Regions from separate parts of the Mus musculus genome. Here region 1 is linked to region 2. A link is a contact called in public HiCAR-type data. All regions are on one chromosome and are shown on one strand. Each heading gives the region's core, a stretch centred on a gene start, on an enhancer-like site or on the middle of the called end of the contact. The rest is flanking DNA. Distances are from core to core; before and after follow the strand shown. Region 1 overlaps Pkib (protein kinase inhibitor beta, cAMP dependent, testis specific). Region 2 overlaps Gja1 (gap junction protein, alpha 1).

Region 1 (5,912 bases), core at 2,782-5,281, 1.4 Mb after region 2:
TGGAACATAGCAGGAAGACAGGAAGAATGATGGGGTGCACTGCTCTCTTATGTAGCTTCCCCTTCCTGTCTCATCTCGTAAGAGTTTGGGCATTTCTTGTTCTGTCAAATGTTCCTCTGATTCATCACTTTGTCTGCCACTCAATTAGACATCACTTTCAAATATAGGCACTTTCTTCTACAAACTAAGTTTACCTTCATTTTTGGGATTAAAGATGTGTACTAAGGATATGTCTATATTCCAGCCAGAGAGATTAAAGGTATGTACAAAGGGCTGAGCCATACTACAAAAACAAAAACAACAACAACAAAAACAACAACAACAACAAAAAACCAGGGGTTTTGAGAAAATAACACAATCTCAGGGTTTACAATGTAATCAAATATCTGACAACAGAAGAGCCTTGCTTTTTTTGTGGATGCCAGTAGAGTTTTATGATAGTTGTTTAACAAAATAATTGTGAGTCAGTATTTAAATGAGTAAGTTTTTTTCTATGAAAATAAAGAAAAATAAGCAACACATAGCTAATAATGGCATTTTCTTTCATTTACACCCAAACTGTCTTTCGTCATTATTACTAGCAGTGATAAATATTCTGTATTATGTATCTCCTACATCACAATATATCATAGTGTATACACATATACAATGCCCCATTACATGTGTGCATATTGTATATTATATGTACATATTATATATATATATATATATAATATGGACATTTGCCTTATAAAGATATCAGACTCATTGACAAAGAATATTTAGAGAAAAAGAATATATTTATTATTTCACTAGGAGGCAAAGACAAAGGAAAATTTGAGGCTAGAAGTTATTTTAAAACAAAATTCAAATTTCTCATGAGCATTTTGTTTTCTTTTTAGTGTAAAGAGTACTATATTTTAGGAAGTAGACACTCTCAGTGGAAATTGCTTGACTGGGCAGGTGTAGCTAATAAACAAAAGACTTCAGCTCATTTCTGTATTGTCTTTGTGTACGGCTCCTACTTGAGTTAATTATTAGACAGTTTTAATTAACCCGGTCATACAATGAGGCTAAAATGAAACAATAAAGCTATTGAGTGGCTGTGCACAAATTTACCTCTCTCCAAATGAAGAGAGAGAACAAACATAATCCATTCTGTGTCCTGTGCTGGGGATGCTTTTGTGATATAAGGGAGGGGGATGTTGAGTCTTATCGGGATGTGACTAAGAGTCGAGCATCCTACTGCAAAAAGAAGTAATGCATTATCTTCAGGGGTCTGGGAACATTGGATGTATGATGGGAGGGATGAGGGATAGCATAGGAAAGAGAGAGGAGAGGTTGACTGGGGAAGAAGAAGAGGAAGGAGAGAAGAGTAAGAGAAGAGGGAAGAGAGGAAAGAAGAGGACAGAAAAGTGAGGAAGGTAGGAGAGAAGAAAGGGGCAAAGAAGACAGGGGGGCAAAGGGTGAGGAGGAGAGAGGGAGAGAGGGGAAAGAGGAGAGAAGAGAGGAGCAAAGAGAGAGAAGACATGAGAAAAAAAGATGAAAGCATGAAGGGGAGATGAAGGTGAGGAGAAAGGACAGGGACATAGGAGAGTGGATATGAAGAGAAGGTGGGGGGAGGGCAGGACAGAGGCCGGCTGAACACACAACAAGCGTAGCAGCCTGTCTCTGCATACCTGGCATCTTCCAAGCTCAATGCAGAGGCTTTCTCTCATGGCCCTGGTTAATTATTTCATGCTCTTTGCTCCAGTTTCTTAATGTGTAAGCTGGTGAATTATTATAAAGGTAAAGGAACCAAATATTGGCAAAATTCTGAGAACAGTGCCAGACACACAGCAGAAATTGCTGCTATCTGCCAAAGCATAGAGGCTTGCCACAACTTTAAGACCCCTGATTTATTTCCAGATTATGTAACAAGACATCTCTTCTCCCTCCTTTGTCTTTTCTCCACCTTCACAGTATTTTCTTGTCCAAAGCTATGATTGCTTCATTAGTGCCTTCCTTTATTCTTCCCAGTTAGTAATGGCAGTTCTCAGAACGTCAAATGCCTGCTGCTATTCAAAAACCAGAACCCTGGCTCAAAGGAAAGGTTGAAGCTTGTGTTGTTAACACCGGGTTGAATCCAGGAGCCAATTTCTCATTGAGCATAACACAGCAGAAACCGTGAGCCCGTGCTCCTGGGGAAATGGTGTTTGCTAAGCACACGAGAAAGCTATTTAATGCTTCAGGGAAATATTCATACAAAATTGTTGCTTCTGATTTCCACAAGTGAATAAAGGAAATTCCGAGGGTGGCCTTGAGAACTCACACAGCATCCACGGAGAGTCAGGACAGAACTCTGAACCAGAGTGTGCACTGCTTCTCTTAAACCAAAAGGCCACACTGTCCATATTCATTCAGACAAGAGTTTTATTCAGTCGGCCTGAATCCTAGCGAAACCGAAAAGCTATATACAAGGAGAATCATATTAGAGCTATTTGTTTGCTTTTCCTTCTTCCTTCCTTCCTTCCTTCCTTCCTTCCTTCCTTCCTTCCTTCCTTCCTTCCTTTCTCTCTCTCTCTCTCTCTCTCTCTCTCTCTCTCTCTTTCTTTCTTTCTTTCTTTCTCTCTTTCTTCCCGCCTTCCTTTCTCCTCCTCCTCTTCTCTCTCCTTTTCTTTTTAATTTTAACATGATATTTTGTTTTTAATCTCTTGTTTATGTTTTCTCTCTTTTTATAGTACATATCTTTTGGGTCTCCTCCTCTCCCTTTCCCTCCTCCTCCTCTTTCTTTTTCCTCCTCCTCTCTCTCCCCCCCACAAAAGAGTTTAGATGACAAACCCAATAATCATTTAACTTATCATTAATTTTCAGAATGTGAACCAAATGGAAAATCTGTGGTAAACCCACAGATTGGGTAGATGACCATACTTGTAGGAGACAAGGATGAGTGTCTAGATGGGAGAGAGATAAAGTGCTACTCCCAGACTTAACCTTTGTGTGTGTCCTGGGGCTTCCCGCGACAGTGAATAGAACACAGAGACATTCTGAGACAGTATTGGGCACCTTTGGAGTACTACAACGGAAGTACCAGTGATAACCGAGAGACTGAAAAGGTGTGCTTGTGATTTCACAGGTTTCTGTGCAAGGTCATGGTGGGAGCATGCAGTTGGAAGACCGGTTCATCTCACTGTAGATTCCATCATAGATCCTACCTCCCACTACTCTGAATAGTACCATGGCTCTGATGAGGGAACCCTTCGGGGGACGGCCAAGCTGCAGACTGTAACAGGAGCAGCATACAAACAATCTGATATCCACTGACAAAAATTTGAAATCAGAGCATATTGAGCGCATGTGTTCTGTTCCATGTGCCTTGGAGGGGCACATGTGACTGCGCAGCTTCTCCAAGGTGTGGGCTAGCCCAGCTGCTGAGGCCTTGGGGAGCCACTCTTCAGAGAGTAAGATATTAAGAACAAAGGGCTTGTTACTCCTTTGATTCCATGGACTTGACTTTGGCAGTTCTGTGAGAGCTCCCAGCGCACTAAATAGACGTTCAGATATTCCTGTTTTATTTTTTTTTAATCGATTTGGATTTAAAATAACGGGGATTTACTTTTTCCTATCAATTTTTCGATGTCGCAGTGTGGTGGCTACTAAGAGGGACAGAGCAAGGCAGCCAGTTTGTGTGGATTTGGGTGGATTTCTACCTAAAATTGGGTAAATGATATTGCTTCTTGGGTAAATTATTTTGCTTACATGTTCACAAAATTAAATACTTATGTATGAAAATTCATAAAATGGACACCAGGTGGCGATGTCACTCTACCGCTAACACATCAAAGCCAATCTGCCCAGATTGCCCTAGGTTTCCAGATTATTTTTGTTGTTGTTGCGTTGTTTTTACTAATGCTGCTGTGTGTTGGTGGGGATTATCTTAAGCGGGCAGGGGTGGAATCACCAAACTACAGTTTTTCACACACACACCCCTCCCTGAAAAGATGCCTTATCGGACTATAATAAAGTACTCTAATCTGGCTACTGGTTTCTTTTCAATTTTAGGGAACACTATTGAACTTAGGTGCCAGGAGAGGGAGCTATAGTGCATCTTTAAAATAAACTTAGGCATGTATAAAGGCTACGGCTTTTTCTATTCAACAGTTTCTTTCTTATATGCAACACAACCAGCTAGATTTTATTTATTAATTTAATACGGTTGTGCACAATGCTTTTTTTTATTAAAATCAAATTACAAACAATTCTGAATTGTGTAAAACTTTAAGATTCAAATAGGCCTTTGATGCCTTTCAAGTTAGAAGCACTATTTGCCAATTGAGACTTATTTGGATCTCTCAAAGCAGCTTGAGGCAAGTGAATAACATGTGAATGGGCGTCTTTATTCTTGCCTTAGTGCAGAATATCTTCTATCAGAGCACAGCCTCCTTAGTGAGAAAATGGGACTCTTAAAAGAAAGGACATGAGGTTAACTGATTTGCCTGGTCTTCCCAGGGTGGGGGTGGAGGAGATAGCTATTTTCTCACTGTGTGCTGTGTGGGAACGTTGAATGTACAAAGAGGATGCTGGCCAAGAAGTCTTGGCAAGGAACTGTTGGGGACTAAAGGCACTGAGTATAGCTGCTGGTACCACTGGAGTATTTTCCCTAGAGAGGACACATGCAAGTGATAGCATGAGAAGAACATAATGTCTAACACTAAGCATTAACTATTATCCTAAGTGCTTCATACATAATTAGTTCTGACTATAGCCCTATGCATGAGAGCACATGGCCCAAAATGGCTACCCAAGATGAGCCCAGTAAGAGGCAAAGACAGGTTTTAAAGCAAGGCAGGCTGGCTTCAGAAATGGAACTTTCAAACTGTGGACTTCTTTTTTGTTTTATGGTTTAAGAGTTTATTATAGAAATGCAGGGGAAAGAGAGAAGAGAGAGAAAGGGGGAGGGGAGAGAGGAGAGGAGAAGACAAAGAGAAAGGAGAGGGGAGAGAGAAGTGAGAAAAGTGAGAGATAAAGGAATATAGGAGTAAGAGAGCCAAACTGTGGACTTCTATCATCTCCCCAGATAGCAAGAGACACTTCCATAATAGTTCTCTGATGTACACATATCATTCTGAGAGCTTTATTCACATGGGTCCTTATAAGTCATATACTCCCGTGGTATGGTACTACTATTGTCCCTGTTTTGCACCAGGAGAAACTGAGGCACAAATGAGTTAAAAGGTTAAGGTGATTATTGACGGTGAGGATGTGTTTAAAGGCAAGAATGCTTTTTATTGGGCTGGAGAGATGGCTCAGCAGGTAAGAGTACTGACTGCTCTTCTGAAGGTCCTGAGTTCAAATCCCAGAAACCACATACATGCACATGGTGGCTTACAACCATCCGTAATGAGATTTGACGCCCTCTTCTGGTGTGTCTGAAGACAGTTACAGTGTGCTTAATCATAATAATTAAATCTTTTTTTTTAAAGAAAAAGAATGCTTTTTATTTATAACAAAGTCCTTTTGAAGTTACAGAGCAGATGCAGAATTCAGTGTGGATTCCTCCGCCCCGGGGTTTCTTTTGCTTCTGTTTATGCCTCCCCTCCAGGTTCTCATGAGCTATACCATCTCTTTCTAAGGTACTGCTATAATCATTGAATGAATAATTTTTGTTCTTGGTGCCTATTAGCTGGGATTTAAGTACACACACAAGGTCACTAAACATGTAGAGAAAACAAGACACAACTTATTTCACTTCCTCTGCACTGAGGGCCACACCCTGTAATAATTCTGCTTTTACTACTTTTACAAAAGGTTGCAGGGTCATGACACATGTCTGCTTGCTTCCTGTTACCAGCCAGTCTTTGCTAGTATTCTCTGTTAACACAGACAGGCTGTCTGTAGGTCTCTGGAGCAGGTGTTCACCTCCCAGTGATAATTAACAAGTACACAGTCTCACT
Region 2 (6,092 bases), core at 1,762-4,261:
TTTAATCCCACCACTCGGGAGGCAGAGGCAGGCGGATTTCTGAGTTCGAGGCCAGCCTGGTCTACAGAGTGAGCTCCAGGACAGCCAGGGCTACACAGAGAAACCCTGTCTCGAAAAACCAAAAAAAACTTGCAAACTTTATATGCCCCAGTACAGGGGAACACCAGGGCCAAAAAGGGGGAGTGGGTGGGCAGGGGAGTGGGGGTGGGTGGATATGGGGGACTTTTGGTATAGCATTGGAAATGTAAATGAGTTAAATACCTAATAAAAAATGGAAAAAAATAAATAAAAAAAAAAAAGAAAAAAAAAAGTTTTAGACATGCAATGTTTTGCACTTGGCACACTAGGAAGTAGAGCGTGGTGGTACACCCCTTTAATTTCAGCACTTGGTAGACAGAGGCAGGCAGATCTCTTGAGTTCAAGACTCACCAGGACTACACAGAAAAACCCCATCTACTCAAGGACAACAACAAAAACCCACAATGGTGCTGGAATGATCTCAGCCCTTGGAAGGCTGAGGCAGGTAACCACCCAGGCACCAGTTTAAGGCTGAGGTGAGGACCATGGAGGAATTGGCAGGGTGGGAAGACTCACAAAGCAATACGTCCTCCATTAAATTGCCCATTAAGTGGCTTTAATCAGGAACTTCTTTAGGCATTTCCTTGTGGATTTTTAGATAGCATAATTTTATCTAAAATATCAAAGGACTTTCATCTAAATACACTTCACATGTTCTATGATGATTGCTACCTAGGCGTGGTGGGTGGTGGTGCATGCCTTTAATCCCAGCATTCCTGAGGCAGGGTAGGCAGATCACTTATTCTGAGGGCAGCCTCGTCTACATAGTGAGACCTTGTCCAGAAAAGACTGCTACTAGCTGGGAGTGTTGGCACACACCTGTAATCTCAGCACTGAGGTGAAGAGCGATCACCCCTAGATACTAAGCCAAACCTAGTGCTAGAAGTGGGCTGCACGAGAGCCTTCTCAAAAGATATTAAATCTCAATTTAATTAATGGTCCATAATTTTACTTCTTACTCAGCATTCTAGTTGTCTGTTGGAAAGTATGTACAATTAAAAGTCAGTTATTCCAGTTGTTATATTATTGTAATACCAGCAGCATGGGATTCATTCGCCTGCAGCTTCTGTAGGGATGATTTGCTAAGACTCCAGGGAAAGACACAGTCGGCTACATTTAAACTAAGATGTAAACTATTTTGAAGACGACTCATTTAGGTTAAACAGTTTTCATTCCTGTGATCTCCGGCAGTGGCAAGGAGTAAGTGAAGGACAGAACCAGCAGAGCCAAGAGTGACCTCACTTCACAGGTGCCGGAGAGCTGCTGTCCCCAAATGCTCTGTACCTCTAACTAAATATTTAGACACTGGCCCTCTCTCCTTCCCAGATGTTTCGCCACTCGGAAATATTTTAGGCAGAAAAACACCCAATCTTTGGAGGGGCCACTCATTGCCTGCTCTCGCCTCCAAGACTTTACTTTAGAACCACCTGAGACATTTGATTTAAATAGTAACAAACAAAACAAACCCCCCCCCCTCGCCGCCAAAGACTGATCTCCCAAGGCCTCACCTTGCAGAAGTTCAGATTCAATCCACTCTTGAGGGACAGGCATATGTTCCGTCAGCAAATGCTGCTTGTGTGACTGGTGTAGATGGAAAGCTACTTGGTAAAGAGACCAAGTGTGTCTCCGGCTTTGAGCATCTGGTCTAGGTGATTGTGGAGAGAAGGCAATCGTTCTAACGTGGGATACCAAAAGTTCTAGAGTAACCAACCTGGTCACTGCCTAGTCTGCTACTAGGGACTGGAGATCTAGCTAGTTTGAGCACTTGTTTGAGCCTGTAATCCTGGCAGAGGTATAGGCAGGTGGACCATGGCCATCCTTCAATGTGTATGTACAGGTTTTGAGGATACATAAGACTCTGATTCAAAGGAGGAAATAAGTGGGGGGGGGGAGCTATATCTGAGAACTTTGCACAAAGCTTTAATTTAGTCCATGGTATAATTACAAAGCTTCAACTTGAGCATCTAGATAAAAAGTGAGCACCACGAAGCCTGCTTCCTCTGTGTCAAGCAAGGCATGTACCCATCTTGTAAGTGTTGTTGATAGCTTGAAGAAAGAAGGAAAGATGGTAGTGCCAGGGACTCTGTGAACATAATTAAGCCCTTTTGTTATAAAAGAACATTAATATTTGAACTAAGAGAGAGGTCTGGTTGTGAATGCCTATATTGTAAGCACTTTGGGAGAGTAACATGAAAAGTTTGCTGTAAGTTAAAAGCTAGCCTGGGCTACATACATACTAAGCTAGAGTCTAGTCAGTATCTAAGCTAGTATCTAGCAAGATCCTGTGCTGAAAAACCAAAACTGCTTTTTTTGGGGGGGGGGGGAGGGAGAGTTGTTTTTGTTTTGTTTTGTTTTGTTTTGACTAAAATTTAGAAAAGTAGAAATATTAAGCAAGGTCTAGAAAACAGAGGAACAGCCAGTGGATTGGAGATAGTGAGAGCTAAAAGCAGAGAGGTAACTAAGTTTGGAGTCACAAGATGAGCCATCACATTAAGCATTATTTGATGGTGTCTACGATAGTGGTAATGACAGGTATCTACATGTTACAGGAGCTAGAGTGCCCAAATTGGATAATTCATATCTTATTCGGATGAAAGACTGTAACTCATTAATGCAAATGACTGCTGCGTGGGTGCTTAAAGAAAAGACAGCTTTGCAATTAAATCGCTGGTGCAATAAAAAAAAGACTTACCCAGAGAACTGACTGGTGACCCAATTCACATGCCCTGGCACTGGGAATATTTTTGTGGAATCTCAGAATTATACAAAAGTCAAGTGTCTTACTCCAGAATATTAAAAACTTAATGAACTTGCACCAGTTCCCCTCAAACTATACTTTACCTTGAACAGCAAGGAAGCACTGGGTCAGTAGAGGCGCATGGGGTGCCCGCTCTGTGCTGAGCAAGCTGCTTGCTTGATCTACTGCTGCATGACCGCGGTGAGATGCGGGCAAACAGCTGATCACTCTGTTTTCACCACCCTACTCCCCCAACGAGTGGATAACTGAGCAAAAGCAGATGACCCTGGCAGAATAGTACAATTCTTTACAAACAGAAGTGGGGCCAATTTACACATCATCACATAGAACTGTCTGGATATGGGCTCCAAAGTTTTTCCTTGTTTGCTTGACCCTTGTGGACTACCCTTCACTCCTAGTCCAGTATTTTCTGCTAAATTAGATAGAGGCTCTTTCTTTTATGTGCTCGAACCATTACACTGTCCATCAAGATTATCCCCTTCTCCTCAAGCCTGGCTGTTTAACTCTGGACCGTGCCAGACTTCACTCCTCTCTGTTTACACGTCATATACTAATGTCACCTTCTGAATTGTCATTTCACAGTCTGAAATACTTCCCAGAAAGAAGCAGCAAAGTCCTTTGTCTACAACTTTTTAGAAAATACTATTTGCGCGGGCCTGCCCACCCACATCTTACTATTCTAGTTTTGGCAGGAATCTAGCCATCTTCAAAGGCACCCGTGGAGTGGGGAGAGAGGTTCCCAACCCCACCCCTCCCTCAGGAGCTATAGGCAGTTCATTATTGGATCTTTGACTACAACTTTTCTGAAAGGCTCTGCTGAAAAGAAACAGCCTCTGTGTCTGCTACTTCTTGCTTTGACTCTGATTACAGAGCTTAACTTTGCAGCCCTTGTCGGCCTGGAACATTGTGTAGACCAGGCTAGCCTCATGAGCATAGTGATTCTCTTCTTGTTTCTACATGCTAAGTGCAGAAACTATAGGCATGAGGTTCCAGCCCTGGCTAGGTGAAAGTGATTGCACTGGCTCCAGGCCCAAAGTTCAGTAAAGAACTGTTAAAATGCTAAGTACCACAAGATGAAAAGCTTTTTTTTTTTTTTTTTTTTGACAAATGCCTACCCCGTCTCTCTGTTGTTGTTTTGCATGTTACTTGATGTTTTAATTTTATTCTGTATCGCCTTGCCTGTCCTGGAACTCACTCTGTAGACCAGTCTGGCCTTTAATTCAGAAATCCGCCTGCCTCTGCCTCTCGAGTGCTAGAGAATCAAAGGTGTGTGCCACACCACCAGGCTCAGAAAATACTCTAATGTGGTCCCTTTTTGTTTATCAAGCTGTTAAGTAACAGTGAGACTTTTTTTTTTTTTTTTTTTAGACAGGGTCTCTCTGTATAGCCCTGGCTGTCCTGGAACTCACTTTGTAGACCACGCTGGCTTCGGACTCAGAAATCCGCCTGCCTCTGCCTCCTGAGTGCTCGGATTATAGGCGTGCACCATCATGCCCGGCACAAGTGAGACAAATTGAACTCAGTTGAAATGTGTACATTAGTCTGAAGATCTTATGTAGGCCGACTTTCAGGGTAGCCTCTGTCTCACAGCTCTAATCCTCCTCCCTCATGCTAGGAAAGTATGAGAACACATGCCTATAATCTCAGAAGGCAAAGATGAGAAGATAACATGTCAGGCTAATATAGGAGACCCATGAAAAAGAAAGAAAGAAAGAAAGAAAGAAAGAAAGAAAGAAAGAAAGAAAGAAAGAAAGAAAGAAAGAAAGGGTTCAGATGAACTTAATTCAGAATGTGCACAAATTACATGTTGGATATGTCAAGGTGAAACATTTCAGAGTAAAACTGGTCTAGCCTAGCATCTTGGGAAGCAAGGCTGGTTGCTGAAGGTCCGTCACTCAATCCTTTCTTAGGTGCCTATACTTTATTTAATAATACATGTCAACGTTTTGCTTAGAGGCATACAGACCCTTGGACTCCCAAGAAAGAACTGGTCTTATTTATCAGACAACTAAAATAAGCAAAGGCACTTGGTAGGTAGAGCCTGTCAGGTCACATGGCAAGGTGGTGTCCAGAGCCTTAATACTAAATACATCTTCGGCAAGTTGGGCTCGCTCTTCTCCCTGTATCTGGGTGCTATTACTTCCGAGTCAACTTCATCTTTGGGAAATGCTGCCAGATTTGCCCTTGGATTCTGTTTTGGCTTGGGTTGAAACTGCCTTATTTTGACTGACCCCTGAAAAAAGAAACTATATATGTGAAACCATCAATTTACAGTCTACAATCACTGAGTTGTTTTCGTGGTTTTTGTTTTTGTTTTTCTTAGGAGGTGCCCAGACATGGGTGACTGGAGCGCCTTGGGGAAGCTGCTGGACAAGGTCCAAGCCTACTCCACGGCCGGAGGGAAGGTGTGGCTGTCGGTGCTCTTCATTTTCAGAATCCTGCTCCTGGGGACAGCGGTTGAGTCAGCTTGGGGTGATGAACAGTCTGCCTTTCGCTGTAACACTCAACAACCCGGTTGTGAAAATGTCTGCTATGACAAGTCCTTCCCCATCTCTCACGTGCGCTTCTGGGTCCTTCAGATCATATTCGTGTCTGTGCCCACACTCCTGTACTTGGCTCACGTGTTCTATGTGATGAGAAAGGAAGAGAAGCTGAACAAGAAAGAAGAGGAGCTCAAAGTGGCGCAGACCGACGGGGTCAACGTGGAGATGCACCTGAAGCAGATTGAAATCAAGAAGTTCAAGTATGGGATTGAAGAACACGGCAAGGTGAAGATGAGAGGTGGCCTGCTGAGAACCTACATCATCAGCATCCTCTTCAAGTCTGTCTTCGAGGTGGCCTTCCTGCTGATCCAGTGGTACATCTATGGGTTCAGCCTGAGTGCGGTCTACACCTGCAAGAGAGATCCCTGCCCCCACCAGGTGGACTGCTTCCTCTCACGTCCCACGGAGAAAACCATCTTCATCATCTTCATGCTGGTGGTGTCCTTGGTGTCTCTCGCTCTGAATATCATTGAGCTCTTCTATGTCTTCTTCAAGGGCGTTAAGGATCGCGTGAAGGGAAGAAGCGATCCTTACCACGCCACCACCGGCCCACTGAGCCCATCCAAAGACTGCGGATCTCCAAAATATGCTTACTTCAATGGCTGCTCCTCACCAACGGCCCCACTCTCACCTATGTCTCCTCCTGGGTACAAGCTGGTCACTGGTGACAGAAACAATTCCTCCTGCCGCAATTACAACAAGCAAGCCAGCGA

Evidence for each region. HiCAR-type assays count read pairs that join an accessible place to other places.
Region 1: a HiCAR-type map of astrocytes shows a contact between it and region 2, with 3 times the contacts expected there. The contact joins two enhancer-like sites. A contact is called at or near these places in 2 of 39 promoter capture datasets (embryonic stem cells and hippocampal neurons), 2 of 115 datasets of contacts at active chromatin or transcription factors (astrocytes and embryonic stem cells) and 1 of 9 other capture datasets (embryonic stem cells).

The regions. Positions count from the first base shown.
Region 1 is chr10:57,739,885-57,745,796 of GRCm38.p6, forward strand. It overlaps Pkib (protein kinase inhibitor beta, cAMP dependent, testis specific), which reads left to right. Exons shown (of 5, transcript NM_001039051.2): 5 at 1-1,228. Among named protein-coding and RNA genes, the nearest start is that of Fabp7, 42 kb to the right of the region's middle. Within about 2 kb of position 4,032, at least 59 of the 459 cell types and tissues checked have an H3K27ac peak or open chromatin away from gene starts, as enhancers often do. A contact at or near this core is called in astrocytes, where this site is marked.
Region 2 is chr10:56,382,375-56,388,466 of GRCm38.p6, forward strand. It overlaps Gja1 (gap junction protein, alpha 1), which reads left to right. Exons shown (of 2, transcript NM_010288.3): 2 at 5,160-6,092. The coding sequence starts at 5,173. Among named protein-coding and RNA genes, the nearest start is that of Gja1, 8.1 kb to the left of the region's middle. Within about 2 kb of position 3,012, at least 21 of the 459 cell types and tissues checked have an H3K27ac peak or open chromatin away from gene starts, as enhancers often do. A contact at or near this core is called in astrocytes, where this site is marked.